7 separate regions of the Mus musculus genome follow, and regions 1, 2, 3, 4, 5 and 6 are each linked to region 7. Evidence: chromatin contacts called from public Hi-C, HiChIP or PLAC-seq and promoter capture Hi-C data. All regions are on one chromosome and are shown on one strand. Each heading gives the region's core, a stretch centred on a gene start, on an enhancer-like site or on the middle of the called end of the contact. The rest is flanking DNA. Distances are from core to core; before and after follow the strand shown. Region 1 holds the start of Hcfc2 (host cell factor C2). Region 2 holds the start of Tcp11l2 (t-complex 11 (mouse) like 2). Region 3 holds the start of Nfyb (nuclear transcription factor-Y beta). Region 4 holds the start of Ckap4 (cytoskeleton-associated protein 4). Region 5 holds the start of Polr3b (polymerase (RNA) III (DNA directed) polypeptide B). Region 6 has its middle 16 kb from the start of Nfyb. Region 7 holds the start of Appl2 (adaptor protein, phosphotyrosine interaction, PH domain and leucine zipper containing 2).

Region 1 (2,986 bases), core at 159-2,658, 950 kb after region 7:
CACTGGTGGCACATGCCTTTAGTCCGAGTAAAGCACTTGGGAGGCCGAGGGGCTCATTGATCTCTGTGAGTTCGAGGCCCGTCTGGACTACAGAGCTAGTCTTAGGACAGCCAGGGCTACACAGAGAAACCTGTATTGAAAAAGGAAAAGAAAACCTGTTCTGCATCATTGTACTCTTAAAAAAAAATCCTGGTGTCACCCCCCATTAAAGAAGTGGAAAACCTGTGATTTAGAAAGACGTGGTAACTTTAATGCTGATTTAGAACAATTGCCAAAGCAAGATTCAAAACAGACCCAATTTCTTCTAAGCCCAGGGTATTTACACTATACCAAATCAAACATCTTCAAAACTTTTTCTGTTGGAGTACTGAGGAGAGTCAAAACTAACAAAATTTCTCCTACCGTTTTTAGCTTTTAGAGGACTACTGTGATCAAGTTGTTTCATCAAAGTTGTAGGTTGTGAACTAAAACGACACCAAATTCAGTATCTAGCCTTAACTAGTTTCCTATGATTGCTAGACTACTTGTAAGTGGAGAAAATATACTTTCAACCAGCACGGAGGTCAAGACCTGCCCCCTTAACAAGTGACACTTCGAGCTGTGCAGCGGTGCCTTAGCTATGACAGCCCCTTGGCGAGGACCAGCCCGGAAGGGCAGAGCACATACACTACAGACATCGGCTAATCAGAGACCAGTCCGCGTTCACCCACAACTCTCTCCGCCGCGAGTTTAGAGAACTGTCTTGCGGGCTTCCGCCCGGTACTAACTGTACCTACGCTGAAGAGGCAGCCAGGAGAACCTCCCCGCCCCTCAACTCTCTAGGTTCTAAGAAGGGGGCTGGGGGAAGGCAAAGACCACCGAGGCCCGCCTTGGGGTGGGTTTTGTTCTTGACACTGGCGGGATCTCCACCCCTTAAGTGACCGGCCCTAGGGTGGAGGCCCAGCCGTGGAACCCGCCGTCTCGGGTCCACGGGGAGGGATGGGCCGGGGTGTCTCGATGTCTACCGGTGGAGTCACGTCCAGCCCGCGGAACCGCGAGCACCGAGCCGCCTTCCAACACGTTGCGAGCTCGGGCTGCCGACCCAGCCGATCTTCCCCCGCCGCCTGCCCGGCTGGGGTAGCGGCGACCCGGCGGTGACAGCTGTCAGGCCCGCGTCCGCCGCTCCTCCCCTCCCCCTCCGCGGTCCCGAGGCGGGGTCGCCGAGCCGCCGCCTACCGGTATTGTAGACGTGCAGCTCGTCCGCGATGCCCTCGTTGCCCCCGCCGAAGATGATCATCAGCTCCCGGATGGCCACGGCTCGGTGTCCGTGCCGGGCGCGAGGCACCGGTCCGGTAAAGGAGGAAACCCGCCTCCAGTTGAGGAGGCTGGGAGCCGCCATCTTCCCAACCCCCGCCCCTCGGCCCACAATGCCCCGCGCGCCACGGGCTCCACGGCTCGTGGGGAGGACGAGCGCCGCCTCCAGCTGTGCGCGGGAGGCCCGGCACGTGACCCGCGGGCCCCGCCCCCCCAGCCCGTGGCGACGTGGCCCTCGGGGCTCCGCCAAGATGGAGCCCCTCCCGCCAACCCTGCCAACCCTCCTCTCTGTGGCTTTCAGTGGGGTGTTCGGGGAGGAGGTTACAGCTTTGTCCTTTAGGTCCACTTGGAGCATCTTCTGTGTAGGAGCGTCACGCCCTGGAAACTGTTATCACAGGCACTGGAGAAGAGCTGCCTGCCGTGTAGGTCCCAAGTGATGAGAGCACAGGGAGCGCCTAAGGCAAATCTGTCATCTCAAAGGAGGGTCTCCCAGACTGCAGGACAAGGACAGTGGACACGGTGGCTAAGTGCAGGGCCTGAGCACGGCTCAGATTTGGAGGTGACAAGCCTACACAGCAAAAGATAACCCCAAAGGTGATTTTCGGTTCATTTAGGTGTATTAGTTGTCTTGTTGCTGTGAAAAAATCCCCTGACAAAAACCTTTGAAGGACAGAAGGGTTTGTTTCCCCTCACTGAGAAGCCCATCATAATGAAGAGGCTTGGCTGGAAGTGGCTGGTGGAATTTCATCTGCAGAGAGCCACGGATGCTGGAACCGGGCTGCCTTATTATTTAGTCCAGGATGGCATCCCAGTTTATTTCTACCTTAATTTATTTCAACCTTACATCTATTCCCACCTTAATTAATCTGATCTAGATAACCTCATAGGCCTGCCCACGGGCTTGTCTCCTAAGTAAGTTTAGATAGTATCAAATCAGCAATATCGACCATCACAGCAGGTCATTATTTTCATGCGGAGGCTTCTTTTTATAGTGTTGTTAATATTCTTAGACAAAAAGACTAAGGGGGAAACCCTTAAAAGTTGCAAACTCAGTGTTAATTTGGAAAGAGTCTATTTTGTAGGCCTGCTATATCAAAGTGCCACAAGCCTTGTGCCTTGAAAGAGTTGAATGGCACTCAGGAGTAAGAGTTTGAGGCCAGCCTGGCCTACATGGTGAATAAACAGCCAGGGCTAAATGGAGAGACCCTGTATCAAAAAAACAAAAACAAAAACAAAAACAAAAACAAAACTGGGTTTGATTTCCAGCACCTACATAGCTGCTTACAATGGTCTGGAACCCTCTGTTCTGGGGGATCTACACCCTCTTCTGGCCACCACAGGTACCAGGTGGGTCTGTAGTTCATAGACATACCTGCTGGCAACGCACCTGTACTCATCAAAGAAAATCTTAAAAAAGAATAAACACATTAGAATTGTCTCACAGTTGGAGAGAAAGTCTGAACAGAACACCAATGTAGGTAACACGTGAAGGAAAGGTTGGACAGGGTAGAGAAGGAGGGTGAGCTGTACCCCTAAGAAACCAGCATTTAAAAGGTTATAACAGAAGGCAAAAGGGAACTGGGGACTTGTTCTATGGGTTTGGCTTTGAAAACCACTTCCACCTTTATGAACCTCCCTTTGCCTGTGGCTTCTTCTAAATATCAGTCCTCGCCAAGTTCCCTTTTGACCTCTT
Region 2 (3,131 bases), core at 180-2,679, 930 kb before region 7:
GTACTGGTCCTCATCGAGTCTTTGCCCGCCTCGGAGAGCTAGACAAAAGCCAACAAGCCAGCCACTGTCTAAAAGGCAGATGCCCGTGCTCCACGTGTCATTACAGCATTGGGAAGGATTTCTAAGCACTTTTTATCCTGGAAAGCGTTGCCCCCGCCCCCCCCCCATCCCTGATGCCTAGTTTAACACCTGTGCTGCACACCCGGGGGGTAAGGCGCCCTTCAGCCCTGGGTCACTTCAAGTGGAGCAATGTATGAAATCCATGGGGGTAGGAAAAAGGCAGAGTAGACGGGGCGGGGTGGAGGTGGAGGTGGGATGGGGACTCCTAGCCCAGGAACCAGTGTAAGAACTGGTTGAAATTATCAGTTGGGAGGTAGGTTAACTAAGAGCTGAGAGCTGAACACCACCTTGTGCTGAGCAGCCCACTAAGGACAAAGACAAGTTGCCTGGTTTCTTTACCGTTAAGGTACCAAGACAACGATGAAAGAGGGAGGTTCCATTCTCACTGGAACCACTCAAGTGTTTCTACTCTGCTTGTAACGGTAGTTTAACAAACCCTTCTTTGTTGACTGGATTCTTGTGTTTAAACACATGATTTGGGCTTCTTGTGGTTGGGGGAGGACAGAACCTACAGTCCTGTAAAGTGCTCTACCACAGAACTACAGTCCCAGTCTAATAAACGCATTTTAGAAGTAAACATTGCGAAATCGCTCATTTAATGGAAGTTTTTCCTCTTGTACTAACGTAAACACATAACTGTGTCATCCACGTGCCACCGAATCTCGTTGCTATGTTTTGTGGCGCCACCCAAAGCAAGGCAAAGCAAGGGTCTGAGAAGGCAAGGGTCTGACCCAGATGTGACCTGAGCTGGCCTCCTGGACAGTCAAGTCCAACGGAAGTCCCAGGAGTCCTGCCCGCTCGCCCACGTTCTCTGCTCGCCCCTCCCTCTAGCAGCACCACGTTTCCTGTCAAAACAAACGTTTGGGGGAGGGGACTGCCGGGACAGAACCCAGCTCTCGAGAAACCCAGCAACAAGACCCAAACATAGGGCCGAGGCCCAGCCGGGCCCCACCGCGGCTCAGTCCCACTCCTCCAGGGACGAGGGATTGGGGACCTGACCGCACGGGGAGCCCAGAGCGTCTCGCGCCGTTGAGCACAGTCGCTGGCACGCACCCAAAGGGATGTCATCACGACCAAGCGGCCCCGGCAGAGCCTGGGCCACCACTGCCACCGTGCCCCACTTCAAGCCTTGACTCCGAGGTCAAATGTCCCGAACTCGGAGGGCACAAGGAGCCCTCCCGCTGCCATAAGGAGACGCGGTCCCCTCAGATCCCACGGCCCCTCCCCTGGGATGGGTACGCACCCCCGGATCCCGCGTAGAGACTCGAGGAAAGCTAGGTGGCGGGGGTCGCGGGGCTCTGCGTATCCCCCCTCAACCAGCGTCGCAGACAAGGGGAGACTCAGCAGTCTGTCAACTCTGGAGCCCCCCCGCAGCCCCACGCGGTATTTAAAGGGCCCAGAGGTACTCCCTGGGCGCGACCATTCGGGAAGGAACTGGAGGGGGACTATAGCACCGCGGCGCCAGAATCCAGGGCAGGGTTCTGGCGAAGATCCCTAAATTCTTGAAGAGTCTGTCTACAAAAACCATAGCTTTCTCACGTTTCTATCGTGAAGGCTGAAGAAGGCTCAGACAGAAAGCCATTTGCACACGAGAAATGTGTGCTCCCTATATTCAGTGGTGGTACGGTCCGGACCGCCAGGGGCGGGGAGAGGAGTGAACACGGAATTGGGGCAGCCTACGGCCGGGAGCGCCTGGGCTGCTGTAGGGCCTAAAGCGTTCGGAGGCGGGGCCTGGCTGTGTAAGGGCGGGGCCTAAGTGCAGCGGGTGACGCCCCCAATCCTGTTTCTTTCAGTTTACCAGGTAGGATGAAATGGACTAACTCCAACCGAACGGACAGACTTCTGGTGTCCGCTCGCGGCAGTAATATAAAAACACTACATGCCCACCTTCACAATGGCCACACACACCGGGCCAAGCGAGTCAACAACATTCCAAACAGGCTGTCCCACGCACATCAGCGTCCAACCGCGTCATCCACACGTGTCAACATGTTCTTGTAAACACGGGTCCTGATTTGCCCCTTGAATTGGACGATTGGTTTCTGGGAGCCACACCTACCTAAGCTCTCCGAAGGCTTCGCCTGTGCACAAAGATAAAGTGTCTTACTTCTTCTAAGGGTTCTTTGGCGGCGCTTATCTTGGGGAGAGTTTTCAACCAGGCTTAATGTAAATAAGTGCTGGGAGGGGCTCTTGTGTGGTCAGGCTTACTAAGCATAACTTCTCGTGAGCTTGCTTCTGGGCATAAAGAAACAGAACCACTATTTTGCCAGGTACAAGTTGGTATTACTTGTGGGTAGCGTCATACAAAAAAAATAAATGAACTTTATATAAGCTGAAATATTCCTGTTTAGGACTAAAATCATATCGGATTGTGGAGGCAAATTGTCTACTATCATTCTAGAAAGAAGAAAACCAAAAGCAGACAATAGTTTAAAGCAAGATAGAAATACAATTGTACAGCATGGACTGGTCTGAGGTTATAACCAAGTCCCTAACATTTGCCTACCCAAGAGATCTTCTTGTTCAGTGGGATAAGAATGGAACTAAAGCACTCTTAGAAGCTCACTGTTAGCTACTGAACCTAGTTGGCAAGTTATTCTGAACAAGAAAACCTACCTAGAGATTTGTATCCATTTGTATCTGTCACTCTAGAAATTACACAACCTAAAGTGGAGCCACGGCTGCTAAGAATCCTTGCTGCTCTATCATGAGGACCACAGGCAATTTCAGATCTCATCATCCACACTGGACGGCTCTCAAACACTGTAGAACACTCTAGTTCTAAAGGATGCAGTGCTGTCTTCTGGACTCCTCCACACACAAGCACACACAGCCATAGCGCATGTACACTCTCCCACAAAGAGGGACATTCACCTCAATGGTAAAAGAAATCTTAAAAAGGCAGTAAAATATACAACCTGCTACAGATCAAGAGATTAAAGAGAAAGTGCTGCTGTCACCCAGGCTCTTTCCCATAAACCCACTGTTATTTATAATATCACTTGCTGGAA
Region 3 (3,028 bases), core at 259-2,758, 880 kb after region 7:
CTTTAGTCCCAGCATTGGGGAGGCAGAGGTAGGCAGAACTGTGAGTTTGAGGCTAGCCTGGTCTACAGAGTGAAATCCAGGACAGCCAGGGCTACACAGAGACATCCTGCCTTGGAACAAACAAACAAACAAACAAACAAACAAAACCAAAACAAGAGAAGAAGGGAGAGGAAGAGGAGGGTGTCCTAGAATTTGGTAGATTCAGGTGGTGGTGCTCCTAACTCCTCTTGAAATAACCGAGAAAGACTCATTTGTTCTTGCTTCCTTATTTACCTGAGAAATATTTATTTATTCTAGACACAGCGGGATATCAATAAATAACATATTTCAATCTTTCTGTATACTTTATGCACATACTTATATGGAATATACACCCAAACACCTTTTTTTCTTTTTTTGAGATACAGTCCGATTATGTAGCCCAGGCTGGACGTGAACACACACACTAGGGAGCCCAAGATGGTCTGGAATTTCCAATCTTCCTGTTTGTGTCTCCCCAGTCATGGGTTTAAAAGGCATAAGCCACAACACCAGGGCCTTCTATAATTATTACTACTACAGTTTCTGTTTCTTCAGACAGGGTTTCTCTGTGTAGCCTTGGTGTACTGGAACTCACTCTGTAGACCAGGCTGGCCTTGAGATTTGCCTCCCTTGTCTTGGAATTAAAGGCGTGCACCTGCCTGACCCAGCCATACTATTATTTCTAAAGACAGGGTCTTAATGTATCTCTGGCTGACCTAGAACTTTCAGTCTTGCTTACTTATCCTTGTTAAGTCCTAGGACAATAATTTTCCATCTATCTGGGTGCAGGTATCCTGCAGTACTTTGCAGTGGCTGGCCATGCAGGACATTTTGGATCACCACCACAAGGGAGAATGGTAGCCAAGGGACATTTGATCCAGATTTCAGTGAGGCCGACAGGGAAGGCCTTAAATGCACAGAGGCCATGAGTTTTTGCAGCCCAGTGTTATCTGGTTGGGAAATGAGCACTTTAGGTAGTAAGCCAACTTGGTAGGGCAGACCTAACACCAGAACACAGCACCAGGGTACAGGGTGGAAGTCGGCTGGGACAGCCTACCTGTTAAACTTGGAGGAAGGGGATGGTGTGCTAAAATGAAAAACTAACATCTTTGTTCACTGTGACTTGAGAGGGAACGCTGTGTGCCTGAGGTGGCTTGGAGGGATACCTAGAAAACATTAGGTGCCTAAAGCATTCTGGAAAGTAGCTCAGGTGTAGATCCCCTCCGGGGCTGAACTCAGGCGGGCGAGACGCTGGTTAGTGGGGAAGGAGGAGCTGGAAGGAGAAAGAAGCCAGAGCAAGCCTTTCCGCGTGGAGCTCTGGATGAGAACGCCGGCCTCTCGGACGCCCTGAAGAGCGAACATCCAGAGCCCGCCCGCGCGCTTTTACGGACCGCGCGCCTTGCTCAGAGGCTCCGGGGCGGGGCCGGGGGCGGACCGGGGCGTGGCCTCGGGCGCGGGCGTCGCGGAGGGAGGGTGTCACGTAGAGGGAAGCGGCCCGCGGCGGAGGGAGGGGAGGCCGAGTCCTGGAAGTGGAGCTCCGCGCTGGGACTGGTTCCTTCGCAGCCATTTTCTGTCCAACCAAACAGCCGATTGGAGACGGGAGCCAACCAGGGCTGCATTGGAGGTTTGTGTCTCGCTTCGGCCAATGATCGCTCCTAAACCGACTCCACTTTAGCTCGAATGAAATGTCCGTCTCCTCCCGGCGCCGTCCCCGCCGCCAACGCCGCGGCGGTCGGGGGCACTCGCAGTCCGCAGTCTTCGGGCGGGCCGGGCCTCCGGGCGAGGCCGCTGTGCTTCGGGCCGGGCCGGGCCGGGCCGGGCGCGGGGCGGCGGGCGCTTTGTGCGCGGGGCCGCGAGCCGCGGTCGGGCTGGGCCGGGCGGCTGCGGGGCTCTCGCGGCGGCAGCCCCGGGCCGGCTCCATTTTGTCCGGGGAGCCGGCGGGCGGGGAACGCTGCGCCCCGGAGCGGCCGCTTTGTCTCCCGCATCCCGCCGGCGGCGGGCGTTGGGCACGGGCGGCGGGGGGATGCGCTCCGCGGGGCCGCCCGGGCACCTGCGAGCCGAGGCGGCGGGTCCCTGCGAGGAACGAGCGGCCTGGCGGGCCCCCGGCCCGCTCCGCGCCTACAGCATGCAGCCATCTGGCGCCTGGCTCGCCCCGGACTTGCCCCGAAGGTGGGAAGGGAGCCTTGGAGGTTGCACGGAGGTTTCAGTCACCCGTGCTGGGGGGGCGGGAGGGTCTGCGAGAACAAAGAATTTACGGAGCACCCGCAGATCCTTTCATGCCTAAAGTCTAGAAGAGGGCTGTTTGATGTAGACAAGGTTAGGTAGCAGACGACCTTTAAAAAAAATGGCATCCCGCTAATCTTCACAGACCCTAGTTTTTGTAGATGGTGCCACAAATCACCCGAGTGGCTTCAGCTCTCAGTAAGGAAACTAATCGGTAACAGAAAGTGATGGCTCAACTGGTCAGTAGTAGTGGCATTAATAAATAGGAGCTTTATGGATGAGATACTGAGAGTTTAACCAGAATTCCTTTAAAGGCAAATGATTCCTCCTCTGCACTGCTCTTTGTAGCTTAATTTAAGGATTCTATCGATGCAAAGCTGTGGTTGTCGATGCCAAAGAAAGGAGGTTGGAGGAAGGGAATCTGCTTTTCTTGGATACAGATTTGCATTTCTTCAAACACCAAGCAGATGTATGCATTCCCTTGAGCTATTACACAGATTATAACCTGCCCTGAAGAAAATGCTTTCCATATGAAGAGAGATATTCTTAATGGATTAAGTCTAAGTATATACTTAGCAACTATTTGGGTTGGTAAGGCTCTCCCCCGGTTCCCACTCTAAGCAAGATGCATACACATACCCAACCTTCAGTGTTTGAGTGTTCAAACACACCTTTTAAAGCTACAGGAACATTCTGGATCTAGAAAAGGGGCATATATGGGAAGGCAATATAGATTACTTGTAAGATTATAGCAATGTCAGGTAGTCTTTGCTGGCTGATTTTT
Region 4 (3,161 bases), core at 348-2,847, 890 kb before region 7:
GGCGTTGGTTTTTAAAACATTAAAACATGCTTTCCCCCACCCCCACCCCCACCCCCTGCCAGGACCCAGAGCCCGTGATCACAGGCACATATGTGCCTATTCAGATTTTAAAGGTGATTTACGAAAAGAATGAGGAGCAACAAGATTGTCCTTGAGGAAGGTGCCTCTAGCAGTGGACAGACATCTCTCTGGCACACAGTGGGCCTTCAGCAAAGTTTTGCCCTTGTAAAGTTGCACATTCAGTGTCTCCTCGAAAATACTTTTCTCAAGAGGGGTATTGTCGGGCATGTGACCACCAAAGTATGGAAGTGGTGGTATTTGAACATGGGAAGATTCCAGTTTTGTTTCTAATTTTTTCCCCCTTCTAAGCAGATTGGGAGGAAGTTACAGACAGAAGAAATAGCATCCCTACTTCTGCCGCGCAGAAGTACACACTAGGACTGCGGGAGCCAGGTGCAGGGGAAAAGGTCCAGATTGGTATTACCAATGATCTGCACTGATGGTGGGCTCTGGTTTCCCTCCCAGTCATGAGTGAAGACTCACCCATGGGCTTCAGAAGCATCAGCCCAAGGTTCAAAACACGGCTGTGTGGGACCTTGAGGCATTCTGTTGGGGTCGAGGCTCAGCCTTGTGTGTTTCCTATAAAATGGGCAAATGTAATCTCAACCGTTCAAAGCTTTTGCGAGGATTTTAGAGCCCATACCAGCTGATAAGCACAGGTCTGGCACTGCTATATTTCTTTTTACAAATGTGGAAGTGACAACCTCAACCTGTGTCCCTCTAAGTGAGGGTGCTGATGGCTTCTCTACACTCAACCCAGAGCCTGTCAGGAACTGGAGCTGTGGAGAGACTGTATGATACCCCAAAAGAAAAGAGAACCAAGGGGCCTGGGGGTGTTGCATACAGTCTACTGCCCAGGCAAAGAGGGTCTGTAACTCAGTAACTCAATAACTCAGTAACTCAGCTCCCTAGGACAAGTTCTAGTCCATACCCAAGGTGCTTGGGTGCAGAGTCCTTCGAGCCCAAAAATTCTCGGGAAGAGACAGGCCTGGCCCGGCTGCAGGGCGGCCTTAGAGGAGGGGTGTTCCCGGCTTAGTGGTGGGCAAGTAGGGCGTCTGACCCCCCCCCCCCCCGTCCTGTCCCCACCTTCCAGAACCGTGCTTTCCGCTCCCCCTAGCACTCCCCCTCGGCCCGGGTGGGGATCGTGCTCAGCACAGTGCTCAGGAGGCACCCCCACCCCGCTGACTCCTCTCGAGGGTAGCCGGGGCACTGGGAGTCTCAGCCATCCGGGCAGCCGCGCCCAGCCTCGCCCCGCCGGGCTCCGCCCGCCCTCCGCGGGGTCGCAGCGAAGGGAGGAGGGGCGGCGGCCCGCTTGCGTGGCAGGCGCTCGGGCTGGGCTCGGCCTCCCTTCCCGGGAGGCGGGGTCGGCGCCGCGGCGGCGGCGGAGCCAGGCCCCCTCCTCCTTCCGCGGCCGGCCTCCTTCCTCGTCGCCCCACGTTCCCGGCCGCTCCGACGCCGCTGCGCCCGCGTGCCGCCCGCGCAGTCCCCGTGGGAGCCGGAGCCAGCGTCCCGGGCCGCGCGCCCCGCTCGCCCATCCCGCCGAGCCGCCGCCGCCGCCATGCCCTCGGCCAAACAAAGGGGCTCCAAGGGCGGCCACGGCGCCGCGAGCCCCTCGGACAAGGGCGCCCACCCGTCGGGCGGCGCGGATGACGTGGCGAAGAAGCCGCCGGCGGCGCCGCAGCAGCCGCAGCCTCCCGCGCCGCACCCGCCGCAGCACCCGCAGAACCAGGCGCACCGGGGCGGCCACCGCGGCCGGTCCTCAGCCGCCACCGCCAACGCGTCCTCCGCGTCCTGCTCGCGCAGGCTTGGCCGGGTGCTCAACTTTCTCTTCTACCTCTCCCTGGTGGCGGCGGCCGCCTTCTCGGGCTGGTATGTCCATCACGTCCTGGAGGAGGTCCAGCAGGTCCGGCGTGGCCACCAGGACTTCTCCCGTCAGAGGGATGAGCTGGGCCAGGGCTTGCAGGGCGTCGAGCAGAAGGTGGGTACTCCAGCTTTTGCGGGGTCGGGACTCTACTCCTGCCCTCCCTGAAGGGGCCCTGGTCCTTTCCTGCCCAGGCCCTGTGGCAAGAGCTGGGACCCCAGCGCCCTAGTCGCCAGGGCGGTCCCAGACCCGCTTTGTTAATGGTCTCAGAGAGGGATGGAGCGGACTCTGAGGATGGCCAGACCATTGGGGGAGGATGGGCCAAGGGCCTGTCACAGGACATTAGCGGTGACCTGTAAGGAAGCCGGCAGGCTCTACGTAGCCCATTCTTTTTGCATTAGGAACCGTTGAATGGACAGAGTTGCCCGAACAGGAGCCTGGAAGGGAAATCATCGCATCCCCGGAAGCCTCTAGTCAAGACTTCACCTTGGCTATGCCAGTAGGAGTCACCCGAGCCAGTTTTTAATAGACCTAGAGTTTTGGGGGTGGGGGTGGGGGAAGCTAGTGAGCTTAGTCATTTGCTAAGTTCAGATGAAACGTCTATCTTTAGGTCCCTTGTCCTTAGCTGGACCAAGGAGCCCATGTGGGCCTTTGAAGTCGCCTACTCCAGCTTTAGGGGAAACACAGGCCAGAAGTATTAGATCACACTTATGTGGTGTGTAGACAGCGTATTCATGTATTTTATTTCCTCACTCAAAGAGTTAACTAGAGGGAGGAAGAGAGGGCTGACAAATTTGACTCCATTTTCCAGACCCGAATATTGAGGTTTAAGAGACACAAAGTGAGTTGACACAGACCACAGCTGGCTTGAGTCGCAGATTGTGGAAGAAAGTGTGGGCCATTCGTGAGGAAGGATTCCCCAGCGAGCTGTTTCAGGAATGACCAGACAACTCTCATGGCAAACTGCTCAGTTTCTACCCTTCCAGCCCAAGTGTAGCCCCCTTCCCTCTAGTGCCTTCTCCATCCTCTCCACCCACATCCTTGCTCAATGAAACGCACTTGCTGGACGGAAACAAAAAATCCCGCCATTTCTGAGCCCGGAACCACGGCCTCCTTTCCCAGCATGCCGCTTGCCCTGCCAAGTCCCTACTTTTTTGTTGAGTGTGCACCACTAGGAATTTCCTCTCAAGACTGGAAGAGCAACTGGAGTGAGTCAGCCTGTGAAGTGGTGTAGGCCAAG
Region 5 (3,401 bases), core at 811-3,310, 970 kb before region 7:
GACTTGCCTCCTGACTTCAGAAGTCGTTAGCTTAATAGGGGCGACATGTAAGCAAATGGAATGACACTTGGTAGGTGCTATAACAGTATGCAGTGAGGTGGATTATTATAGATGCTAGGTATACTGCCATGACTGAGCATGGTGGTTGTATGAGGGAGGCATTCCAAATAAAGGGAGCCACTGTGTGCAAGCGCACAGGGTTGAAGGAGCTGGCAGGGTGGAGAACACTGAGGATGTCTATGCCTGCTATGAGTTAGACATGGTGAGGAAAGAAAGGTAGGTACATTGAAGAGGCTTAAGGTAGTGAATGAGGTGACAGCAGGTTCCAGTGAGCCAGTGCACCGTGGCTCAAAAGCTGAGTTAGGGCTGGGAAACACAGACAGAAGGACCAGAAAGCAGTGTAGTGGCCCATTTGGAAGACACCGAGAGTTCCAGCTCATGCTGCAATTAAGGACGATTGTGAGGAAGGTTCCTTACAGCAACACTGTAACACGACGCTGTGATCTACAAAACTCTCCCTGGAGAGCCATACCAAAAATATTAAAAGTAAAATAAAATAACACTCATAAAGCTTGGAGTTAAGTCTGCAGTTTTGGACTGGGCTACATTCTTAACTATCCTTTGCTGCATGGGCTGCAGGTCCTGTTGATTAGGAGTAGGGGAACACTGAGAAATAAGCCAAACACAAAGACAAATACTGTGTATTTTCCCTAAGAGGATCTTGGAACTCATTCTTCAAAGTCCCTGAGACAGTGAGGTTGTGATCCTACCACCTCTACATACCAAATGCTGAGATTAAAGTCGTGGGCCCCTACACCCTGTCATAGCAGGAATCAACCACGGGTGCTCTGGAAGAGCAACCAGTAGTCCTCAATCCCTGAGCCGCCCCTGGGTCCTAAGTCACTGATCAGGTCGCTCCCAATTAAACCCTTCAATGGTGCTTTACTATTCCCAGGGAGAAAGTCTAACACCTTCTAAGAGTTAACACATTTCAGAATCAGGAAGGCATCTTTTACTGCCCTCTTCCCCTAGCTCCACTAGATTTATTTGTTCCCCTGAAACAACTGATGGTGTGTCTGGGGTCATGTACAACCTGTTCCTCTGCCTGAATTTCTTCCTCGACCATCTTCAGTCCTAGATGTCCCTATTCTGTGCCAAAGATGTCAAGGTTCAGTGAGAATTTATATACCTTCTCAGGAAACAAAATCATGTCAATAACTGCACTTCCTTAGGCAGTTCACCGTGAAGCAATTATCCTTTAACTTTTAAGAATCTGATGAAAGCTATAGGGGCCCCTAAGAAAATACAAGATCAAAAATGGGGGACGAAGGGATAGTCAAGGTACTTAAACTAAACCTGCAGTCCAAAGAAACTGTGGAGTAAAAGGAAAATGATGACAAGGGTGAGATTCCCATTTACTTTTAGCACCAAAGCCGGCTATGGGACCTCAAGAACATTGCCTACGTTCTCAGGATCTCTGTGTCCTTCCAGGTGAGATCGGCAAGAAGATATTGGTTCCTGAGAGAATACACAAGGACCAATTCTTGCCAGTGCACACTTAAATTAGAAAAGCTTTACCCGAGAGCCATTCGCTAAGCTTCTAAACGTAGGACGCTACTGAGAGATCTGTACTTGCTGCTACAAACGCTCAAGAACCACACCTGGTAAAAGCTCACACACCCGGAGCTCCGAGCATGTGCAGAAGTTCTGAGCATGCGTAGAAGCCCAGGGACCCGCCCTCGTCATCCTGAAAACTCTCCCGGCAACGCCTCCTTAGTCGTCTCCAACCTCTTCCGCTGCCTGCGCTCACGGCACTTACCTCCACAGTCGGGATCGGCGCAGTCAGCTGCTCCGGAGTCAGGCTCCCGAACTCCTCGGCTAGAACATCCATTCCATTCACGGTAGAGGAAGAAGTCGGCAGAATGTTCACATCCGCCCGTGCGGCTCCAAGCAAGTAGCACGCGGAGAGTGGTGTGCGTTCTCCTCCGGTGTCCCCGTGGCGCTTGTTTACGGGGAGGCGTTTCAAAAGGTTCCGCCTGGTCAGGGCCTAACCTGCGGAGGAACCCGGAAGTGACCGAGCCGGATGTGGAAAACTACACCCACTGGTGTACTTCCGAGGTCTCGCCGGGCTAATCCTAGCCTCTTGACAGGCTCATTTCCAGTATCCCCAGAATGATTGAATACGGCAAAGTATAGTAGTTCTAACTGTATAACTAATCTGAAAAATGACTCGATAATACACATTAGTCACAACATGAACTTCTAAAGCAGAGATTTCAATTAACTCAGTCTAAACTGCTTGTATGTTGTGTAGTACAGAAGAGCAAAAGTCCTTGCTTAAATAATTGGTGGTACCTGCGTGTAATGAACAGGCATCAGCCGGGCGTGGTGGCGCACGCCTTTAATCCCAGCACTCGGGAGGCAGAGGCAGGCGGATTTCTGAGTTCGAGGCCAGCCTGGCCTACAAAGTGAGTTCCAGGACAGCCAGGGGGCAGTAAAAGATGCCTTCCTGATTCTGAAATGTGTTAACTCTTAGAAGGTGTTAGACTTTCTCCCTGGGAATAGTAAAGCACCATTGAAGGGTTTAAACGGGAGCGACCTGATCAGTGACTTAGGACCCAGGGGCGGCTCAGGGATTGAGGACTACTGGTTGCTCTTCCAGAGCACCTGGGGTTGATTCCTGCTATGACAGGGTGTAGGGGCCCACGACTTTAATCCCAGCATTTGGTATGTAGAGGTGGTAGGATCACAACCTCACTGTCTCAGGGAGTTTGAAGAATGAGGTCCAAGATCCTCTTAGGGAAAACCCAATAAATTATATTAGAATAGTTAATTAACGGTTTGGGGGAAAATATGTTTAAATCCTATGTCGATGAAATATACCTTAACAAAACACTAGAAGGAAACGTCAGAGGGACGGAGTTTGTTACCACTACACCGAATAAACGAAGGATTGCACATAATCCTCCCACGGCAGCACAGACACCTATAATCCCAGCATTTAGAAGCTAGAGGTAGGAGGGCATCCAGAAATTCAAGGGCATCCTTGGCTACCTAACAAGGTCGAGGCCAGCCTGGGCTACATGAAACCCTGTCTCCAAAGAAAAGGTAATGTATTAATAACATTGATTGGTGAAAGATTTCAAGGATGGCAACGGAGAAAGCATAAGAATTGCTAAAAGTTGTATTCCATTAATTTTTAAAAAATTAGATACACCTATAAAAAATCTCTATGAATAGTAAACACACAGTTGGTAGAAGACAAAAGGATTTGTCACTGAAATTGGAAATGAGTTCATGCAAGTCCAATGGTAAGAAAAATCCCATGGGAAGAAGAGGTAAAAGATGCCAACAGTTTTTAAATGAGTTTCAGTTTGGGAACATACAAAAATTGTGGAGAT
Region 6 (3,110 bases), core at 266-2,765, 870 kb after region 7:
ATGAATTTTAAGGTTTACTCTTGCATCATTTTAATCATGGGGAGATAGCTCAGTCAGTACAGTGCTTACCTTCAGAGCATAAGGGCCTGAGTTCTAGTCCCAGAACTCATGTTAAAAATGAGTAAACAAACAAAATCCAGGCATGGTAGCATGTGCTTGTCATACCAGTGATAGGGAGTCAGAGATAGGTGGATCTCTGGGGCTGGTGGGCCAGCCAGCCTATCCTCCTTGGCAAGTACCAGATTGAATACACACTCACAAAAGCATATACACATGTGCATAAATACACACATGCATACAAACACATGTATACATATACACACATGTATACATACATACATACATACACATGCATACAGAGTGTATTGGCTGGTTTTGTGTGTCAACTTGACACAAGCTGGAGTTATCACAGAGATAGGAGCCTCCCTTGAGGGAATTCCTCCATGAGATCCAGCTGTAAGGCATTTTCTCGATTAGTGGTCAAGGGTGGGAGGGCCCATTGTGGGTGGTGCCATCCCTGGGCTGGGAGTCTTGGATTCTATAAGAAAGCAAGCTGAGCAAGCCAGGGGAAGCAAGTCAGTAAGCAGCACCCTTCCATGGCTTCTGCATCAGCTCCTGCCTCCAGGTTCCTACACTGTGTGAGTTCCCGTCCTGACTTCCTGTGGTAATGAACAGCAATGTCGAAGTGTAAACTGAATAAATCCTTTCCTCCCCAACTTGCTTCTTGGTTATGATGTTTGTGCAGGAAAAGAAACCTTGATTAAGACACACACACACATGTGCATGCATACACACACATGAATAGATAGATATACATGCATATATACATACACACTTACATATACACATGCATGCATACACAAAAAAGAAAGAAAAGACTTAAAAGAGTAAGTTGGAAGACTGCCTCATTTTAAAGCTACAGTACTGAAGACCATGTGGTATTGGTGTAGTGATGGAAAAACAGATCAAAGGAACAGAAAGTGTTCTAAGATAGACACATGTCTACTTTTTACTTTATCAAGGTCACTTCTATGATTAGGCTCTAAATGGCACTAGGGTGTCTTTCTTGATTATTGGGGTGTCTTTCATGTCTTGAACAAGCTATTTTGGCTTCTTCCTAACAGCCATGAGGGTGGGTGGACTTGTGTATTATTCAGCTTTTTGTCTGAATAGCAAATACCTGAAATGGTCAACTTAGTGGGAGAAAAGCTTCAATCTGACCTAGAATCCTCAAAGATCATTGTCTTAGTTAGGGTTTACTGCTGTGAGGGGACACCATGACCAAGGCAACTCTTACAAAGAAAACATTTTACTGGGGCTGGCTTAGAGTTTCAGAGGTTCAGTCCATTATCATCATGGTGGGGAGCATGGCATCGTGTAGACAGACATGGTGCTGGAGGAACTGAAAGTTCTACCTCTCGATCCAAAGGCAGCCAGGAGATACATACCCACAATGACTCACTACCTCCAACAGGGCCACACCTACTTCAACAAGGCCACATCCTCTAATAGTGCCACTCCCTGGGCCAAGCATACTCATACCATGACACTGCTCTATCAGCCAGAGTTCAGATCCCAGCACCCACGCTGATCAGCTTACAAACAACTGCTACTTCCAGCTCCAAGAAATTTCACACCCACTTCTGGCCTCTGGTTACTTGCACACATACACACACACACACACACACACACACACACACACACACACGCGTAAATTAAAGGAAAAAAAAAAGAGCACACGATACCCAATGTCCTAAAATCTACTAAGCCCCACCTCCTAAACCACTTCCTGATAGTCTGATAGTGACACTCTGGGGATCAGCTTTTAATACACAGGCCCCTTAAAAATAGTTTTGATTAGCTATTAATTAATTAATTATTATGTGTGCATACATGAGTGCACGTGTGTATGCTAGTATATGTGTGTATGTATGTATATATGTGTATGCCTGCATGAATTCACGTGTGTGACCATTTGTGTGTATGTATACATGTACATGCATGTGCATTCGTGTGTGTGTGTGTGTGTGTGTGTGCGCGCGCGCGCGAGTGCGCGCGTGCACACGTGCATGCATGCGTGTGTCTGCATGTGGAGGTCAGGATTACTTTCAGGAGATTGCTTTTTCCTTCCTCCATGTTGAAACAGGGTTTGTGTTTCTGTCTCTCTGTGTACTCCAGCTTAGTGGGTTCCAAGTTTCCACAGAATTCTCCTGCCTCCACCTCCAGTCTTACTGTCGGAGTTCTGGGATTACAGATGTGCACCACCACATTCCATTACCCTATGAGTTCTGGGACTTAAACTTAGGTTTGAGTTGTTTTTTGTTTTTTTGTTTTTTTTAACAAAATCTCAGTCATTCAATTTTACCAATGAAGACTCGGGAACCAGATGTGGGGTGGAAGCCTGCTAGCTCGGAGAGGCAGAGAAAGCACCAGTCAGCCTTCTTCCTTAGCCGACATCCCAGAAAGAATGCCTCTCTCTCAAACAAAACAAAACAAAACAAAACAACAACCAAAAACACAAAAAAACTCTTCCCAACTCAATGTCCCTCCCTTCTACTTCCTGTGTGTCTCTTTATCTGTCCTCCTGGTCCCCTCCTACTCTCTATGATTTTTTTCTTAATCTTGGGTTCATTTCCTGTCAGCTCTGCTTGCTCCGCCCCTTGACCTATGGTTGACTTTATTTAATCCTGTTTAAAATACCCACTAAAGGTGTATGCTAAGCCTGAGCCACACCACAACTAAAAACAGGCTTTTCCAGTCAGGAACACAATCTTAGGGTTCACAGTGTGATCAAACACCCTGCAGCAGGTTTGCTCAGCAAGTGTTTTTACCCAGTGAGCCAGCTCCCTCGCTGGACAAATGAACCCTGGAAGGACATTCTAGATGTAAACTATAGTACTTGGCCATCAGTCCCCAAGCCCCGTTCACACCTCCAAATAACTATGGCCAACAACTGGACCACAAGGCCAGGAACCGCCCACAAATCCCTTACCGGATTCCCACCCTCAGCAGCCCTGTGAGATCAAAAGTGTTTCTTTTCTATGGTCTTTTTGACCAGATCTCATATGGCTCAGGCTGCCCTTTGACCTCTCTGAGTAGCTGAGGATAAC
Region 7 (3,301 bases), core at 450-2,949:
CGACAGGCAGGAAGCAGGAAGCGAAGGAATGCTGGTATTCACTCTCATCCTCTTCCATAGTCCAGGACTCAAGCCTAGGGAGTAGTGCCATCCACTTTTGGGGTACATCTTCCCACCTCTAGTAACTTAATTCCTCACAGGTATGTATGCCAGGGGCTAACTTAATCTGAATAATTCTTCACTGGTGACCCTGATCCTACAGATTTCACAACCAACACTAACTGCTCAGGTAGTTCCCATAAGACATAGAATTTGTGCAGTATCATACTCTCCTGGTAATTTTGGTGACACCTCATTGGACAAATAGTACTGATTTTATGTGTCAATCCATTGAAACTCGTGCCTTTAATATACGTCAAATTCCACTTCTGACCTTCTACACAACCTTTTCTTCTTTCTCCAGCCTACGCTGTAGGGTCCTGAGTAAAGTATCTCATTCTCCAGTGTCCCTTCTTCTCACTTTTAAATGACATCACAGAACTACATAATCTATCCTTTCTAACCCCGAAAATTTCATTATGAAATTCTCCATAACGAAAAACCTTAAAAAACCAGGAAGATGAGACCTAATTATATGGCCCCAAATCATTTAGCAGTGATCTGAATATCACGGAAAACACACACACACACACACACACACACACACACACACGCACGCACGCACACACACACACACACACACACACACGTAATGTCTGTGCTCTGAACTGTTTGAGTGTGGGCCTGTCCTGGTATTTAAAAAAAAAAAAAAGAGGCCAGAGGCTGGTAAGATGGTTCAATAGTTAAGGGCACTTATCTCCAAGCCTGAGACCTGAGTTTAATATCCAGAATCCCCATGGTTGGAAGGAGAAAAGTCTTTCACAGTTTGTCTTCTGAACTTCACACACTAAATATAATTTGTCTTGTTGTATTTTTAAATGGTGTGTGCATTTCCTATGGGAGATACGTGCACATGAGTGTGCCCATGCATGTCCCTACGGGAAATAAGGTGCATGCCACAGCCTCCTACCAGGTGCTGAGAAGCAAACTCACATCTTCTGCAATGTCCTTTACACCATCTCTCCTGCTCTACCCAAGCCCATCTTCTAACCCAAATTAAAAAATAAAATAAGAAGACGCCAAGGCTGGGGGTGTGGCTACTTTGGTAGAGGGTTTGCCTAACTTGAAGGAAGCCCTGGGTTTGATCCCCAGCACTGCACAAAACTCCAGTTTGGTAGTCGAAGTCTGTTATCCCATCACGCTCTGAAAGTGGAGGCAAGAGGATCAGAAATTTAGAATCATCCTCAGTTACACAGCGAGTTAGATGACAGCCTGACTCCCTACCCCCGCCCCCCCCCCCACACACCCCAAAAAGAGGCCAGAGAACAACTGCAAAATCTGTTCACTCTTATCTCCTCCCACACAGAGAGAGCAATCTGCAGAACCGCAAGAAGATAAAAGCCTATCGTCCCACCCGGAGATGCGCCATGAGCACGGGGGAGGGCAGCCTCGAGCACCGGGGAGGGCAGCCTCCAGCCGGAACCTCCCGGTGCTGCTGCGCTGGCCGGAGGGGCCCGAAGCCCCGGGATCGGACGGAAGCGTGGTCGCCACACTTCCGGTGTCCTGTCCCGGACTGTCTACATGTCCGGCGCCTGCCACACTTCCTGTTGATCCCGGCAGCGGGGGGCCGGGCTGAGGGGCGGGCCGCGGAGAGTGGGCAGGCGCGGGCTCCGAGCTAAGTCTCAAGTCCCCGAGCGCCGAGTGTCCCCTCCTCGCATCCCGCGCTCCCTCGCCGCCGCGCCATGCCCGCCGTGGACAAGCTCCTGCTGGAGGAGGCGCTGCAGGACAGCCCCCAGGTACCCCCGGGAAGGCTGGGAGGGAGCCGCGGTGCCCCACCGGCGCTCGGGGAGGTCGGGCAGTCGTTGTCCCACAGTAGTAGCTCCCTAGCAGGGTAACAAGGTTTTCAAGCAGTGTCTCGTGCAGAAGAAGGCGACAGCACTATCCACACAGACGCTGCTGGTACTAACGAGTCCACGAGACCTAATGAATGCAGGGGCCGGAATAGGAAGCACAGAAAACCTGGATCCATCGCCAAGTCGACCCAGGGAAGAGAAAATTCCAACATTTGCCCCATTTGTGCCACAGGGTGGTGGTGATGGGGCTTCATTAATATAGTGGAGATGTGAATCAAGCCCTTTGAGCTTGAGATAGTGCATAGTGACAGTAGTTCAGAAGTCACAGGACTTTCCCCAGGGATCTTCTATTCCCTTTCCTGGTATGGCATCCCTAGCTTATTTAAATAAATACCTTCATCCTCTAGTATCTCCGGTCCTGAAAAAACTAGAAAGGCTCAAGCTGTTCTTCACAGTCTCTCCTCTTCTTTCGGGTTTCTTCCTTGGCTCCCAAAGTAACTTGTACCTCCCAGATGGAAGTTTGATGAGTTTACCTACATTTCCCCCATCTCTCCCTTGCAGAATAAATCAAAAGGGCTATCGGTGTGTGCCTGTCTTAGGCTCAGTTCTGAATGATTGTCCCCATGTAGAGGAGCAAGGATATGTAAGCAAGCTGTGATAATTAGTATTCCCATTACTTGGGATTTTGTTTTTTGTTGTGTTTTGTTTTGATACAAGGTCTTACTATGTAGCCATAACTGGACTGAAAACTTGCCCTGTAGACCACGCTAGCCTTGAACTTACATCTTGGGTGCTGGGATTACAGATGTGTTGTTATGCTCAGCCTGTTTTGTTTGTTTGTTTGTTTGTTTTGTTTTTTAACTGATTCAACTTTTTAAACAGACTGGCATGTATTGTGCTAATTCTTCGCAGGCTTCCTTATACAGCTCTGGATGTCAGGTGTTTGCTTTGGACCCCAGCCTTTGTTGGAAAGCATTTCAGCCTTCCTCCCCTGTCGTTAGGATCTGAACATAAGCGTGTGGAAATCATAACCACCGTGGTTGTGAATAGGGCTTTCCATTTGCTTTGTACTTGGTGACACGGAAGGTCAAAGACAGACCGTTTCCCTAACCAGTCGTGATGGTGGCAGAGCCAGGCACACAGACATCGCACAGTCTGGAGTTTTGAGGCCTCTAATGGGTGCGCACCATTTCTGAATGGCATAAATGAGTCTGAGACCTGGGCTGCAGTTCTGCTTCTAATTGTCCGGTGTTCTCATCTGCAGAAACTCCACAGAAAACAAGGAACATGGGGCAGATGGTCTTGAAATCGGCGGAATAGTCTAAAATTATATCTCGTCTGTATGGTTTACAATTTTGAGCTTGTGTGTGTGGGGGGGGGGGCGGAAGATGTTTAGAGTCATTGTTACT

The links. Promoter capture Hi-C pulls out the DNA fragments that hold promoters and counts their contacts. Hi-C and Micro-C count contacts between places; a contact is called where the count stands out from the background. HiChIP or PLAC-seq counts read pairs in DNA pulled down with a chosen protein or histone mark. Capture Hi-C pulls out chosen DNA fragments and counts their contacts.
Region 1: a promoter capture Hi-C map of liver shows a contact between it and region 7, with 2.8 times the contacts expected there. The contact joins the promoter of Hcfc2 here to the promoter of Appl2 in region 7. A contact is called at or near these places in 4 of 39 promoter capture datasets (embryonic stem cells, liver and pre-B cells), 3 of 115 datasets of contacts at active chromatin or transcription factors (astrocytes, bone marrow-derived macrophages and pancreatic cancer cells) and 2 of 9 other capture datasets (adipose tissue and liver).
Region 2: a contact with region 7 is called in a promoter capture Hi-C map of liver, with 5 times the contacts expected there. The contact joins the promoter of Tcp11l2 here to the promoter of Appl2 in region 7. A contact is called at or near these places in 2 of 39 promoter capture datasets (hippocampal neurons and liver), 1 of 484 Hi-C or Micro-C datasets (uterus), 3 of 115 datasets of contacts at active chromatin or transcription factors (astrocytes, bone marrow-derived macrophages and pancreatic cancer cells) and 1 of 9 other capture datasets (adipose tissue).
Region 3: a contact with region 7 is called in an H3K4me3 HiChIP or PLAC-seq map of bone marrow-derived macrophages, with 7 times the contacts expected there. The contact joins the promoter of Nfyb here to the promoter of Appl2 in region 7. A contact is called at or near these places in 6 of 39 promoter capture datasets (the 3T3-L1 cell line, hippocampal neurons, liver and 2 more), 2 of 484 Hi-C or Micro-C datasets (muscle stem cells and rod photoreceptor), 9 of 115 datasets of contacts at active chromatin or transcription factors (the 230-238 cell line, the NIH/3T3 cell line, astrocytes and 5 more) and 3 of 9 other capture datasets (adipose tissue, liver and macrophages).
Region 4: a contact with region 7 is called in a Hi-C map of uterus. The contact joins the promoter of Ckap4 here to the promoter of Appl2 in region 7. A contact is called at or near these places in 2 of 39 promoter capture datasets (hippocampal neurons and neural stem cells), 1 of 484 Hi-C or Micro-C datasets (uterus), 3 of 115 datasets of contacts at active chromatin or transcription factors (bone marrow-derived macrophages, embryonic stem cells and stem cell-derived neural progenitor cells) and 1 of 9 other capture datasets (embryonic stem cells).
Region 5: an H3K27ac HiChIP or PLAC-seq map of embryonic stem cells shows a contact between it and region 7, with 4 times the contacts expected there. The contact joins the promoter of Polr3b here to the promoter of Appl2 in region 7. A contact is called at or near these places in 3 of 39 promoter capture datasets (hippocampal neurons and liver), 6 of 115 datasets of contacts at active chromatin or transcription factors (astrocytes, bone marrow-derived macrophages, embryonic stem cells and 3 more) and 2 of 9 other capture datasets (liver and macrophages).
Region 6: an HNF4G HiChIP or PLAC-seq map of pancreatic cancer cells shows a contact between it and region 7. The contact joins the enhancer-like site here to the promoter of Appl2 in region 7. A contact is called at or near these places in 1 of 484 Hi-C or Micro-C datasets (the N1E-115 cell line) and 3 of 115 datasets of contacts at active chromatin or transcription factors (astrocytes, bone marrow-derived macrophages and pancreatic cancer cells).

What each region holds. Positions count from the first base shown.
Region 1 is chr10:82,697,536-82,700,521 of GRCm38.p6, reverse strand. Hcfc2 (host cell factor C2) reads right to left here and starts at 1,408. Exons shown (of 14, transcript NM_001368720.1): 1 at 1,216-1,408. The coding sequence starts at 1,378.
Region 2 is chr10:84,575,245-84,578,375 of GRCm38.p6, reverse strand. It overlaps Tcp11l2 (t-complex 11 (mouse) like 2), which reads right to left and starts at 1,429. Exons shown (of 10, transcript NM_146008.2): 1 at 1,364-1,429.
Region 3 is chr10:82,762,621-82,765,648 of GRCm38.p6, reverse strand. Nfyb (nuclear transcription factor-Y beta) reads left to right here and starts at 1,508. Exons shown (of 8, transcript NM_010914.2): 1 at 1,508-1,645. It also overlaps a transcript of Hcfc2 not described here.
Region 4 is chr10:84,532,324-84,535,484 of GRCm38.p6, reverse strand. It overlaps Ckap4 (cytoskeleton-associated protein 4), which reads left to right and starts at 1,597. Exons shown (of 2, transcript NM_175451.1): 1 at 1,597-2,038. The coding sequence starts at 1,619.
Region 5 is chr10:84,620,957-84,624,357 of GRCm38.p6, reverse strand. Polr3b (polymerase (RNA) III (DNA directed) polypeptide B) reads right to left here and starts at 2,060. Exons shown (of 28, transcript NM_027423.2): 1 at 1,820-2,060. The coding sequence starts at 1,891. It overlaps Gm17249 (a long non-coding RNA gene), which reads left to right and starts at 1,713. Exons shown (of 2, transcript XR_380645.4): 1 at 1,713-2,161; 2 at 2,900-3,401.
Region 6 is chr10:82,778,881-82,781,990 of GRCm38.p6, reverse strand. It overlaps a transcript of Hcfc2 not described here. Among named protein-coding and RNA genes, the nearest start is that of Nfyb, 16 kb to the right of the region's middle. Within about 2 kb of position 1,515, at least 62 of the 459 cell types and tissues checked have an H3K27ac peak or open chromatin away from gene starts, as enhancers often do. A contact at or near this core is called in bone marrow-derived macrophages and pancreatic cancer cells, where this site is marked.
Region 7 is chr10:83,647,062-83,650,362 of GRCm38.p6, reverse strand. Appl2 (adaptor protein, phosphotyrosine interaction, PH domain and leucine zipper containing 2) reads left to right here and starts at 1,699. Exons shown (of 21, transcript NM_145220.2): 1 at 1,699-1,835. The coding sequence starts at 1,782.